4 separate regions of the Mus musculus genome follow, and regions 1, 2 and 4 are each linked to region 3. A link is a contact called in public HiChIP or PLAC-seq and promoter capture Hi-C data. All regions are on one chromosome and are shown on one strand. Each heading gives the region's core, a stretch centred on a gene start, on an enhancer-like site or on the middle of the called end of the contact. The rest is flanking DNA. Distances are from core to core; before and after follow the strand shown.

Region 1 (2,700 bases), core at 161-2,660, 590 kb before region 3:
ATGCTATAAGAAGAGAACTGATAATTGCAACCTGTTTTCTGTAGCGTGTGTGTCTGAACCAATGCACACCATACATACAAACTAAATACAAAATTAAAGAATGAACCCACCAGAAGAACTGTCGTTGCAAACAGGGTTCTAGTATGTCTGTAGTACTGTTTCTTTGGATGCCTCCTCGCAGGCTACAGCGCAGCAGCCCCACTGGACAGGGCTTTCTGGAGGCCTAGACTAGCAAGGGTTACCCAGCTCACTATATGTTCCCTACCAGCCCCGTCCCACCTCCAGGAACAACTGACTCTATCTCAGAGAAATTTCTTGATTCCTTCTACATGTAGGACTGATTCTGTTCTTCTAACTAGCATACCTCCCTGCCCCCCACCTCCAGCTCTCTCTGGTGGCTAAAATTCCCGGACTGACCACATCCCCCACCTTGGGAACTGTCCTTGGGTGTGGCATGGGGGCCACAGCTGGCTATCCAAACACCTAATCTGAACTTTTTCTTTTTTAGGTGGGAGGGGCGGGGTATGGTCTCAAGCTAGTTTAGGTTGCTATGAGTTCAGGTTGGCCTCGAACTCATAGCAATCCTGCCACAACTTCCGAGTACTGGGATTACAGGAGTACATCAATACGCTTGCTTCTTAAAAGGATTTATTAGTTTTCTGTTTTTGGATGCCAACAGCTTTCTGTTTTGTAAGCAAAGTCCTATATAAGGAACTGGGTGGACGTGTTAGGAAATTGCAAAATCCCATACACTTGATCTGCAGACCCACTCTTTGCAGACCCAGAGCTGGGACTGGAGGAGGCTCCTCCTTAATTCTCCGTGGCCCTGCTCCCTCCCACGGTCCGCCTACGTCAGACTCCCCGTACCGGCGAGGGCCTGGACCCAGGCTGAAGACCGGTTCCACATCGGGGGGGGGGGATGGGGGGCCAGGACAGAGGTTCCAAGGATCTCCAGGGCTCCCAACAAGAAGGCGGGCTGTAGTCGTCCAAACTCGCGGCTCCTTTAAGAAGCGCTTTGGTAACAGGGTCGTGACGTCATGGGAGTGGAGGGTGGAATATGCGCGTAACCGCGGCAGGGCGGGGCAAAGCCAGGGGAGGACTCAGGGGCCTGACTGACAGGAATGCCCCATATGCCCGCCTCTCCCCTCCTCCATCTGGTGTTGGCTCCGCCCCACCCTAGGCTTAGCTCCTGTGAGCAGGCCCGCCCCTGCACAAACCCCACCCCCAGCCTGACTCAGGCTCGAGAACCCGCCCTTCCAGTGGACCCGGAGCCAGGGAGCCTAAGACCCAAGTCTGTAGATTGTGTGCAGGCCCCGCCCCATAGGGAGGCCCCACCCCCGGCGCGACCGACAGCCCCGCCTTCTAGGGTCCCACCTCCTGTGGGGCGGGACTTGTCCCAGCCGGAGTCGGCGGCGGCGGCTGCGGGAACTTTCCCGGCGGGTCTAATGGCTGCGCGCGGGCCGCTGTGAGGCGCGGCGGCGAGCGGGCGCGGGGCCGCGGAGCAGCGAAGAGCCGCGACCGCGAGGCTGGAGCCCCGGCCAGGCCCGGTCCGACCCGCCAAGCCCGCGATGCGCCCCTGTGCTGTCCCCCGGCGCAGCTGACGCCCCGCGGCCCCGCGAGACCCCAGCCCTACCGGCCCCGCAGGAAGCGGCCGCCGCCACCCAGTCCAGAGCCCGCTCCGCCCGGGCACCATGGCGGGGAAGGCGGCCGCCCCCGGCACCGCGGTCCTGCTGGTCACGGCCAACGTGGGCTCGCTCTTCGACGACGTAAGTGCCGCGCCGTCGGCTAGGGAGGGGCGGTTACGGGCTAGGAGTCTCCCAGCCCGGGACCCTGACATCCCCATTTTCAGTTGGAGACCCTAAATTCCGGCCCCTACAGCGTCTTCTATAGCCGCGGACTCCGGGCCAGTTGTCTTTGGGACGTGTGACTCTGATGCCCCCTACCCACAGCTGGAGACTCCGACCAGGATTTTCCCAAGCCCCAGACAGACCCTGACCCCATAGCAGGGGGGTACCCTAGGCCAGGAAACTTCCAGCTACACACTCGGGACCTTAACACCGCTTTTCTGGTACCCGAGGCCAAACTCGAAGACTCAGTTTTTGAACCCCTGTCTTAACCCATACTACAGGAACCCAGACTCAGTCCAGATCCTTGAATCCTGATGCTGGTTCCTTGCTTTGCTCCCAAGACAGCAAATCCCTATCTTTTTCCTGCCTTGGAACTCCAGAGCCACAAGTACTGACCTGGAATTTTGACCCAGAATCCTGATACTTGGATGTCCTGGCTTCCAAACCCAAGCATACGCTGACCCCAGGTTTTCTGATTCACCCCCTGGCCCCCAGTCTCTGACTCTGATCCCCCAAGTCTGATTTCTGGTTCCAGAAACCCAGCTTTCAAAAATTTTGGTCCTGTTCCTCTCAACCCATACCACACTGACCCTGAACTCTGAGTCTCTACCCTAAAACCTCAGATCCTACACCTACTCTTGGCCCCAGAGTGAGGTCCCTGCCTCTAATTCTACACCCCATCTCCCATCCCCGAACCTTCCTCCCAATAGACCTCAGTCCCAAACCTTGAGCTCCATCATCTGAGTCCTGGTACCTATATCCCATCCCTTGGTCTTGTCTTCTGAGGGGCCTGAGGCGTGAGGCACCTCATTTTGCCATGTAACTTGCAATAGCACTAGTTCTCAAATGAGGT
Region 2 (2,700 bases), core at 51-2,550, 980 kb after region 3:
CCTCAGCGTTAGATGATCCTCGGATCCCCTCTGCCTGGATCAGGCAAAAACCCACAGGTCGGCTGCTGCCCATATCTGGAGACCAGAAGCCTGACAAGTTAACGACACTTGCTCTCCTCAGACAAAAAGGATGCAAGGTGAGCTCGGTACAGAACCAGAGAACAGTGAGTCACAGCCAGAGTTGCCACCCCGTGCACTTTATTGAATCCACTGTGGACAGATAGGTGAAGGTAACATTTGCATACGCGTAGGGTAAAGGGTCGAGGCTTGAGCCTGGGGGCGGGGCAGGGGCGGGGCAGATGTGGACCGTGGAGCACAGGGCAGCTAGAATCCAGAATGGGGTGTTCTTTGTGCAAAAGACTGAAAGACTACCACAGAGGTGGTAGAGAAAATAATGATGCAGATAATGACCATAAGGATGCTGAAGATCAGGGAGCTGATATTCAGGCACTTGGCAGTGGAGGCGTAGGCCTGGGCTCCAACCACATCGCCCACCATCTTCCTGTCCCTAGACTGAAGGAAATTAGATGTAAGGAGCCCTGGAGCTGGCCAGCTGAGAGCCAGGTGCTCTGGCTCCATTTCCCCAACTGCTCCCTGCCCACTGTCTCACTCCCTCCAGCCGGGAAACCCTCCCCTCTTTTCACACACACACAAACACAAACTATACAGTAAGCTCCAGCATTCGCTGCATACCTCACTTTCCACACAGATTAGGGCCCCAGTCTAAAGGGTGAAGGGGTGGGGAAAGTCTGGCCCCAGAATCCCCAGGCAGTTTCATCCTGTGACTATCAGAAAGTCTCCAACACCAGAGACAGACAGTGCGCGCGCGCGCGCGCGCGCACGCACGCACGCACACACACACACACACACACAAATAGGAAGGGTGCACACACACTTTCTTACAGAAAGGACCCCACACTCACACCTCGGTGCTATCTGAGTAGATGGCGCTTCAGGCTCACACACACCTTCTTACACCATTCCCTCCCACCCCCTCTAGCACACTCACCTTCACAGAGTAGGCATAGGCAACGAAGCCCAGGCAGCAGGCGTTGAAGAAGAGTGTATTGAACAGGGACCAGACCACATGGTCAGGCACCGACACCTCTCTGGGCATGTTGATCACGGTGGTCCTCACAACAGCTGAGTTGCTGGGTTCCCCCAGCTCAGTCACCCCGTACTCCTCTTTGATTGTCTCATAGCTTGGAGGAAGCCCGGCATTGGTGGACAAGAAGGCTTGAGAATTGTGGCTCATGGTACTGACTCTGGAACAATCGCCCCGTCTGGAGGATGGCTGCTGCTATCCTGGTTCTGTAGACCCGCCCTTTCTCTAGCAATTTCCTTTTCCTGTTGGTGGGTTAGTCTCCAGAGGGCCTTACTGTGGGGAATTGGCTGGATACTGAAGTGGGCGGTACTTAGGCCTTGAGTATCAAATTACTTCAGGACTAGTTGACTGTTGAGGTACCTCTGTATAAACTTCCAGGGATCTAGACTTGTCCCAGGGCTAAAACTTGTCTGAAGGTCTCCACCTCCTGCTTACAGTAGGCATACTAGAACTTCTCCCCAGATCTAGTCTCCCCAGCCCCCTGCTCTCACACCCCTGGTACATCCCTAAACCTGGCCTCACAGTGAGGGCCTCCTCTAAAAAACCCCAAGCACACACACCCCTAAACTAATCTGTTGCAGGTGGGGGCTGGGGAGATCTGCAACTCAATGTTTCTTTGGCTGTCAGTTGGGGAAGGAGGAGCCTTCCAGCACAGGGCCTGGATGCTCCTGGCTAGCTAGGGAAGGAAAATTCCAGTCACTTGGCTGCAGCCGGGGAGCTTATGGAAGGCAGATGTTTTCCTACCAGTTGCGAAACAGCCATTGCTAAAATGAAGCCTGTAGGAGTACGGCTACACAGGGAACTCCGAGTCTTTCCCGGCAGAAGCAGTGAGGGAACTGAGCGTCCTAGAAACAAGGGAAGTTCCCTGGTGGTGAAGGACACAAATCGTTTGACACTTGAACCCATTCAGTAACCTCACACCCCCACCCCCAGCACCCAAATTTCATCCCACAGGGCAGAATGGAGCAAGGAGGAGATCAGTGAGTCTAACTACAGAGCCCTTGTTCGCCTCTACTTGTACAACCATCACCATCGATCAGAGCCTCAAAAGCTGGAGCAGGTCACATGTCTGTAATCCCAGCACTTGGGAAAGGTCAGCAGGAGAATCAGTTCAAGGTCCAGCCTGGGCTACATGACAGCTTGTCTTAAATAAATGAATAAAAAGTAGTAAGTAAAAATTTTAAAAAAATGAACGAAAGGGGAACTCAACATTTCTTCTAGAAGAGGCACAATGGGTAACAGGCTCCACATTCTTGCTCATTAGCAAAATGCAGATCAAAGCCCCAGCAGCACACTGCTCATACCCATTAGGAAGCACTGTAGTTTAGAAGCAAAGAAACCACACCACTGATGCTGCAGGCTTTGCAGGCAGTGGGCAGATCGAAGCTACAACCCAGAATCCCACTTCTCGTGTGTAAGAGAATGAACACATGTCTATACGTATCCTGTATGCCTGTATCTCATGTCTACAGCAGCATTCGTAACGACAGGCAACAGACAGAGGTTAGATGTCTATCAACTGGCAAATGAAAAAGGAAAGCTCTGATATATGCTAAACCTGAATAAGCCTTATGAACAGCTCTCAGGTCAGAAGT
Region 3 (2,700 bases), core at 67-2,566:
GCTCTATCAGGCCATGTTCTCTGCATTCATTCTCATCTCTCTACTGGCTTGCCCTCGGTAAATCCTGTTGAGACAGCTCAACAGTACCTGGAAACCTGCAGCTGGGCCCTCTCAGCATGATCATCTCCCTTGAGGTCTCTTTTCATCTCTTCCCTCTCAAACATAAGCCCATGAGATTAGACCCAGGCCTGAGCCCAGCAATGTTTCTATTCCAATCTGAGCCAGTCTTTTGGGGGTGCCCACACAGGTTCTCCACCTTGCTCTGCTCAGACACTTCCCGAGGGCCCTCTGTGATTGGACTACATCAGACATATCTGCCCGACTCTGTCCTTGAGATCACTTATTATACACAGGCAGAGTCTTGTCTGAGGACATTTGGGGAGGTGAAGTAAAACTCTACTGATCCGTAAGGGAGCAGGCTAGCTGATAGGCTGCCCTAGCACCCCCAGGAGTGGTACTAGGGGTACTAGTGCCCTAGTACCCCTGGTTGTGGTACTCTTCTATAGGCAAGGACCCACAGTTAGGCAGTCAGAGACCCATGGCTGGAGAGAGCATCCCGGGGTCAACCTAGGTGGGCTGAGCTCCCAGGCCTTGCCTGTTGAGAAGGCTCCAGTTGCTCAGCTTCTGGTCTGTACTGCAGGCTGGGACGTAGCTGTGCAAGTCCACCAGCCGAGGGCGGAAGTGCTTCACAATCTCGGCCACCAGCACTGTGGGAATGCGAGGGGAACTTGGCTTGCCTGGTCAAGACCCTGGGTTGCAACTGTAATCCCTGACCACATGAGATGCATGGAATGGAGTGGGAAGGACACGAGCTTTTCCTGGGGAGCCCATAATTGTCCCCGAGTCTGGCACGGCACCTAGACTCCAGGTCAGACCAAGTGGTAGGATGGCCTGGGAAGCTAATACAGCGTGAGAGCCCAGGGGGAGCTGGAAGAGCCACAGGAGGCCCTGTTTGCTACTACCTTTCCTAAGGAGCACGAGTCTGGACTCAAGAACCGCTCCGTTCCCCCAACACCCACACCCGTACTAGGGGGCTGGAGGCAAGGGTGGCCCTCAGCTTTGAGTCCTCTTCATCATCCGCCCCATAGCGCCTCGCCCTCACTCGCACCACCATCACTGAAGTCCCGAGCCAAGTGGCGCTTGGGGCGGCTGAGTGGGAGCCGGTCCAGCCAGGCGCAGAGGTTATGAATATCCCCAGGCGTTGGCAGGAACGAAGCTGAGCTCGGCTTGGAAGCACTGAGCATGGCAGAGAAGTGGGTGTGCAGCAGAGAAACACAGCGGAAGAAACCTGGCGGGTTTGGACCGTTGCTGGGAGACGCGGCACAGCCGGAAGGGGCGGGGCCCTAACCGCGCTGGTCCCTCCCTCGATCCCAGGAAGGATTGGTCCTCCTGCACGCCCAGAGATCGGGCTGAATCAAGGTGGATGGTTAAAAAACGAAGGGAGATGGTAGGTGAAATTGTTTGATCTGGTGTAATAAAAACAAACTGCCATGTAGAATGTGATCTATAATCTATTGATAAAATAGAATCTTTATTAGTGAATAGTGTTTAGTCATAATTTCAACAACTAATCTGTTTCAATCCGGAGATGACGGCAACTTCTTGTCCCAACACCCCAAGAACGACGTCTTTTCCTTTCCTAAGTCTCATACACGAGTGGGATGTAGATACAGGAACTGTGCCTTGGAGAGAGGTCACTGTGTGAGGGCCAGTGCAGAAGTTGCTGGGAGGGGACTCCTGGCATTCTGTCCACCCAGAGACAGACAGACTTGATCACGCCCACTGCAGGGTACACCGCCCCTGCCTAGCAACTAGCATACGCAGATGTATGGTCTAAGCTGGCCAAGGCCAGTGAGAGGCCACTGGTTCATGAGGGCATCTGGACAGCAAGAGCCACAGAAAGATTATTCCTGAGGTAGGAACAGCGTGTGCAGGTCCAGCCTGGGTGGTGGTTGTGGTGTTGCTGAAGGAACACATTTATAGGAGCAGTGGTATCTCCAAACGTCCACAAACGATGGCCCTGGGGTGCCCTAGCTGGTCACCTCTTCTGGATGGGGACCTTCAGAGCAACCTTTGGCTCACCAGCTCCCTGCCAAGAAAAAAAGGAAATCGATATTAAAGAGGACCTGATAAGAGAGAGGTCCAGCTGAAAATACCCATTGCCAGTTCTTTAAATTTAGACTTCCACTTCCCCTAACAACAGAATGGGCCCGACCTCACAAGATGACTGTACTAGCATTTCATATATACTGTAGACTAGCCATATGAAAAGGAAAATTCCATAGCCCCCGAAAGCCGCAAGCACTGGAAAGTTCTGGCAAATTATAAAGCAGACATCAAGCCTGTTATTGAGGATTTTTTTTTCTTTCTTTTTTTTTTTTTTCAAATGTCACTAAAACTTACCAGCTAAGAAAATGAAAACAGCCACTCACCCTCCGAAACAGTGCCACAGTCAGCAGGAGGGTTCCTGCAAGATGGACTCCCCCTTCCCCTTCCCCTTCCCCTTCCCTCTGAGGCTCACCTGAGTTGCTCCAGGCACCGTCCCTCCAGTCCCGGGCTTGACTGGTGGTGTCGGGGGTGCAAAGGTTGGCTTGACCTGGGAGGAACCAGACACAGCTGACTGAGAGCATCTCCTAAGTAGGCCAAGTACGGCCCTTAGCTTCATCCTGAGGCTGTCCTGCTCAGCTCCAGCCTAGCCTG
Region 4 (2,700 bases), core at 127-2,626, 730 kb before region 3:
AAAATCTGCAGCACCCAGCTCTGGAGAGAAGGAGTGAGGAAAACAGACGTTTGTGGGAGGGGGACTGCCCCTCAGCTGGACTCCGCCCAGACTTTCTCATCTGCTCTAGTGTAGCCTTAAGGCAAGGTAAAGTGGCGCCAGGGCGGCCTCGGCTGTCCTTGGCGGCGTCAGTGGTAGCAGCCCTGAAGCAAGTCCCAGCAGGGCAAGAACTCCACTCCCCAGCTGAAAAGGACATGGGCCTGGTAGATCCGTGGTCAGTACCTCTCTGCCCTTTTGGTGCCTCCAATGCAGGGTCATGGCGATGCAAGTCAGCCTTAGGGGCCCGATTCACAGACGCCATTGGTCATTGCAACGTGACAGACCCTTGGAGGCAGTCAGTTATGGATTCCGAATCCGGATTCAGAGTGCAAGTGCTTGCGGAAACCGGAGGAGGTCTAGGGTGGCGGTCAGCCGTCCGCCGGGCGCCGCCACCTCCCACTCATGGCCAGGCTGCCCTCGCGGGCCCGGTTGCACACGCCCGGGGAGCCTGGCTCTTGCTCATGGGAGGTGGCTCTTCATACTGTACACTAAGCGAGGAGTGCTGCAGCGAGTAGTCCCAGGAGACGCAAGAGCTCTGGATAGAATAATCCTGCCAACACTAGTGCTGGCCAGCCCCGCGCCCTGCGAGGTTCTCAAACAGACCGGAGCACTATAGTCTCCTAGGAGGCGCCGAGCACACCTGGGTAGCCCAGTGCCAGGTAGCCCTGTAGTGAGGGTGACACTAGGCCTCTTGTAAGGGCCCCATTGGTGTCCCTCGGCACCCGGAGTCTCCTCTGCCAGGCCTGATTCGCTTCAAATACACGTGTCCACAGACTTTTTCAAGTACCAAGTGGACACAGGAGTCGTGCGTAGAAGACGCTGCCGGGGTCCTCTAGCACAAACTGGTAGACAGGGGACCCCCAGACTACATGGGGGAAGGGCCCCAGGCTGCGCCGGGCTCAGGGAGTGGCCCCGGGACAGGATCAGGAAGGAGGTGGGGCCCGGGGTGGAACCCAGAGAAGCAGAGTGGGGGAAGGGCCTGGACCCGGGGAGTGTCCCCGCTACCCCTCGGTTCCTGGCAAGGCCTCCTAGGGGGCATTCCAAGCCTGCGTGGCGTCAAGATTAACGAACCCTTCTCCCCGCCCGGTGGGGCCCCCGCAATGCGTTGCAAGCCCAGCTTTGAGAGCCGGCTGTGGGCGCACGCTGCGGGCGGACCGCCCCACGCCCTCCGGCTCCTGGGAGCGCAGCCCGCGGCCGCGCGCCCCAGCCTAGCTCCGCGGTGGCGGCCGGCACACAGAGCTTTGTGACGTCAGGCGGCGTCACGCGGGGCTGACCCGGCGGCGGCGGCGGCGGCGGCGGTGGCGGGCGGGGGCGGCCTCCGGAGGCGGCGGGAGCATGGAGCCGCGGGCCGGCTGCCGGTTGCCGGTGCGGGTGGAACAGGTCGTCAACGGCGCGCTGGTGGTCACCGTGAGCTGTGGCGAGCGCAGCTTCGCCGGAATCCTGCTGGATTGCACGAAAAAGTGAGCGGGGCAGGGTCGCGGGCCCGGGACTCCTCGGAATCTCCCGGGACACTCCTCCACCGATTCAAGGTTCCAATGCAGGCTCCGAGAGGAGCAGCAAAGCCCGGCGTCCGCTTTCAGTTTCTGCTGGGCCGGGGTTTCGAGGCGCGCCAGCTGGCCGCCGGTCTGGGTGCGAAAGTGGCTCTCTCCCAAAGTCGCGGTGACTTTCGGGGCAGGAGAGCGTGCGGCCCCGCAGAGGGGCTGCGGTGCCGGCCGGGACGCACGGGAAGCCTTGCCTGAAACTCCGCACATCTGCCATAATTAACGCACTTTTCTTTGTTCAGACGCACTGTTGAATTCGACTGTTTGTAGAATCGTGATTCGTTTAAGGGGGTCAGTTAAGCTATGGCCTCACCTGTCACAAGAGGGGGGAAGCCCAAGGCTTATAGGAGTGGCTGGTGGAGACCAGCTGCGAGACTGCGGGGTGTAGAAACACTGCTGTGGGCGAGGCGCCTTGCGGGGGAGTGGAAGATACAAGTTCCAGGGCCAGTGCCTCTACTGGAGGGGCGCATTGGGCTTGGCTCCTGAGACCACCTGTATACCCTTTGCAGGGGCTTCTGCAGCGCAGAACAGCCACCTGAACCCAGAATCACATGGCACTGCGCTGTCACTGCCTGATAAATGATTAGGCATTAATCAGGCTGTGACTCTTCTGCTCCAGCCAGGCTTCATTCTGGAATTAGGAACAGAAAAGGGCTCTGCTTTCAAAGACCCAACTTTTTCCCTTCCTAAAGCCCGGATTTCCCTGGGTTCCCACCACAGAGCAGAGCCCTTCCTCCTTCGACAGTTACCCTGCTGACATTATGTCTTCATTAGATGTGCCAGAAGCCATTTATGCACAAGTCATGTGACTTAACATATGGCCTCCCGTGTGACTGGTGCCCCTCTCTTGTTGGTTAGTACAGGGAGTGCCTATAATGGGGTGACATTCAGGGGCTGCAGAATAGCCACCTGAAAGCTTCCAAGGCAAGCCATCCCCCACCCTGCTGATGGCTGCCCTCTCCTCCCTAGGCAGGTCTGGCTGCACCCCTGCTCAACCTGTGCAGCCTGCTCTGGCCTCTCCCTAGAGAGTCTGCAGCAGAGGACCCGCATTTCCCCAGTTCTCAGGCTCCAGTGCTCAAGA

The links. Promoter capture Hi-C pulls out the DNA fragments that hold promoters and counts their contacts. HiChIP or PLAC-seq counts read pairs in DNA pulled down with a chosen protein or histone mark.
Region 1: a promoter capture Hi-C map of liver shows a contact between it and region 3, with 1.9 times the contacts expected there. The contact joins the promoter of Inpp5a here to the promoter of Spef1l in region 3. A contact is called at or near these places in 1 of 39 promoter capture datasets (liver), 1 of 484 Hi-C or Micro-C datasets (neutrophils), 2 of 115 datasets of contacts at active chromatin or transcription factors (memory CD8 T cells and pancreatic cancer cells) and 1 of 9 other capture datasets (pancreatic islet).
Region 2: a contact with region 3 is called in a promoter capture Hi-C map of trophoblast stem cells, with 4 times the contacts expected there. The contact joins the promoter of Ifitm2 here to the promoter of Spef1l in region 3. A contact is called at or near these places in 11 of 39 promoter capture datasets (the 3T3-L1 cell line, the HPC-7 cell line, the SN4741 cell line and 8 more), 1 of 484 Hi-C or Micro-C datasets (CD4 T cells), 9 of 115 datasets of contacts at active chromatin or transcription factors (bone marrow-derived dendritic cells, bone marrow-derived macrophages, craniofacial prominence and 5 more) and 2 of 9 other capture datasets (adipose tissue and liver).
Region 4: a contact with region 3 is called in an HNF4G HiChIP or PLAC-seq map of pancreatic cancer cells. The contact joins the promoter of Pwwp2b here to the promoter of Spef1l in region 3.

The regions. Positions count from the first base shown.
Region 1 is chr7:139,387,699-139,390,398 of GRCm38.p6, forward strand. It overlaps Inpp5a (inositol polyphosphate-5-phosphatase A), which reads left to right and starts at 1,411. Exons shown (of 16, transcript NM_001127363.1): 1 at 1,411-1,766. The coding sequence starts at 1,692. It overlaps Gm46004 (a long non-coding RNA gene), which reads right to left and starts at 1,449. Exons shown (of 2, transcript XR_001778314.2): 1 at 868-1,449.
Region 2 is chr7:140,954,661-140,957,360 of GRCm38.p6, forward strand. It overlaps Ifitm2 (interferon induced transmembrane protein 2), which reads right to left and starts at 1,301. Exons shown (of 2, transcript NM_030694.1): 1 at 1,010-1,301; 2 at 179-513. The coding sequence starts at 1,255. The coding sequence ends at 325.
Region 3 is chr7:139,977,439-139,980,138 of GRCm38.p6, forward strand. It overlaps Spef1l (sperm flagellar 1 like), which reads right to left and starts at 1,317. Exons shown (of 7, transcript NM_001033465.3): 1 at 1,109-1,317; 2 at 596-707. The coding sequence starts at 1,244. It overlaps Adam8 (a disintegrin and metallopeptidase domain 8), which reads right to left. Exons shown (of 24, transcript NM_001291066.2): 23 at 2,522-2,596; 24 at 1,494-2,089. The coding sequence ends at 2,039. It overlaps Gm16201 (a long non-coding RNA gene), which reads left to right. Exons shown (of 5, transcript XR_389973.3): 5 at 1-1,542.
Region 4 is chr7:139,247,106-139,249,805 of GRCm38.p6, forward strand. It overlaps Pwwp2b (PWWP domain containing 2B), which reads left to right and starts at 1,377. Exons shown (of 3, transcript NM_001098636.1): 1 at 1,377-1,538. The coding sequence starts at 1,414.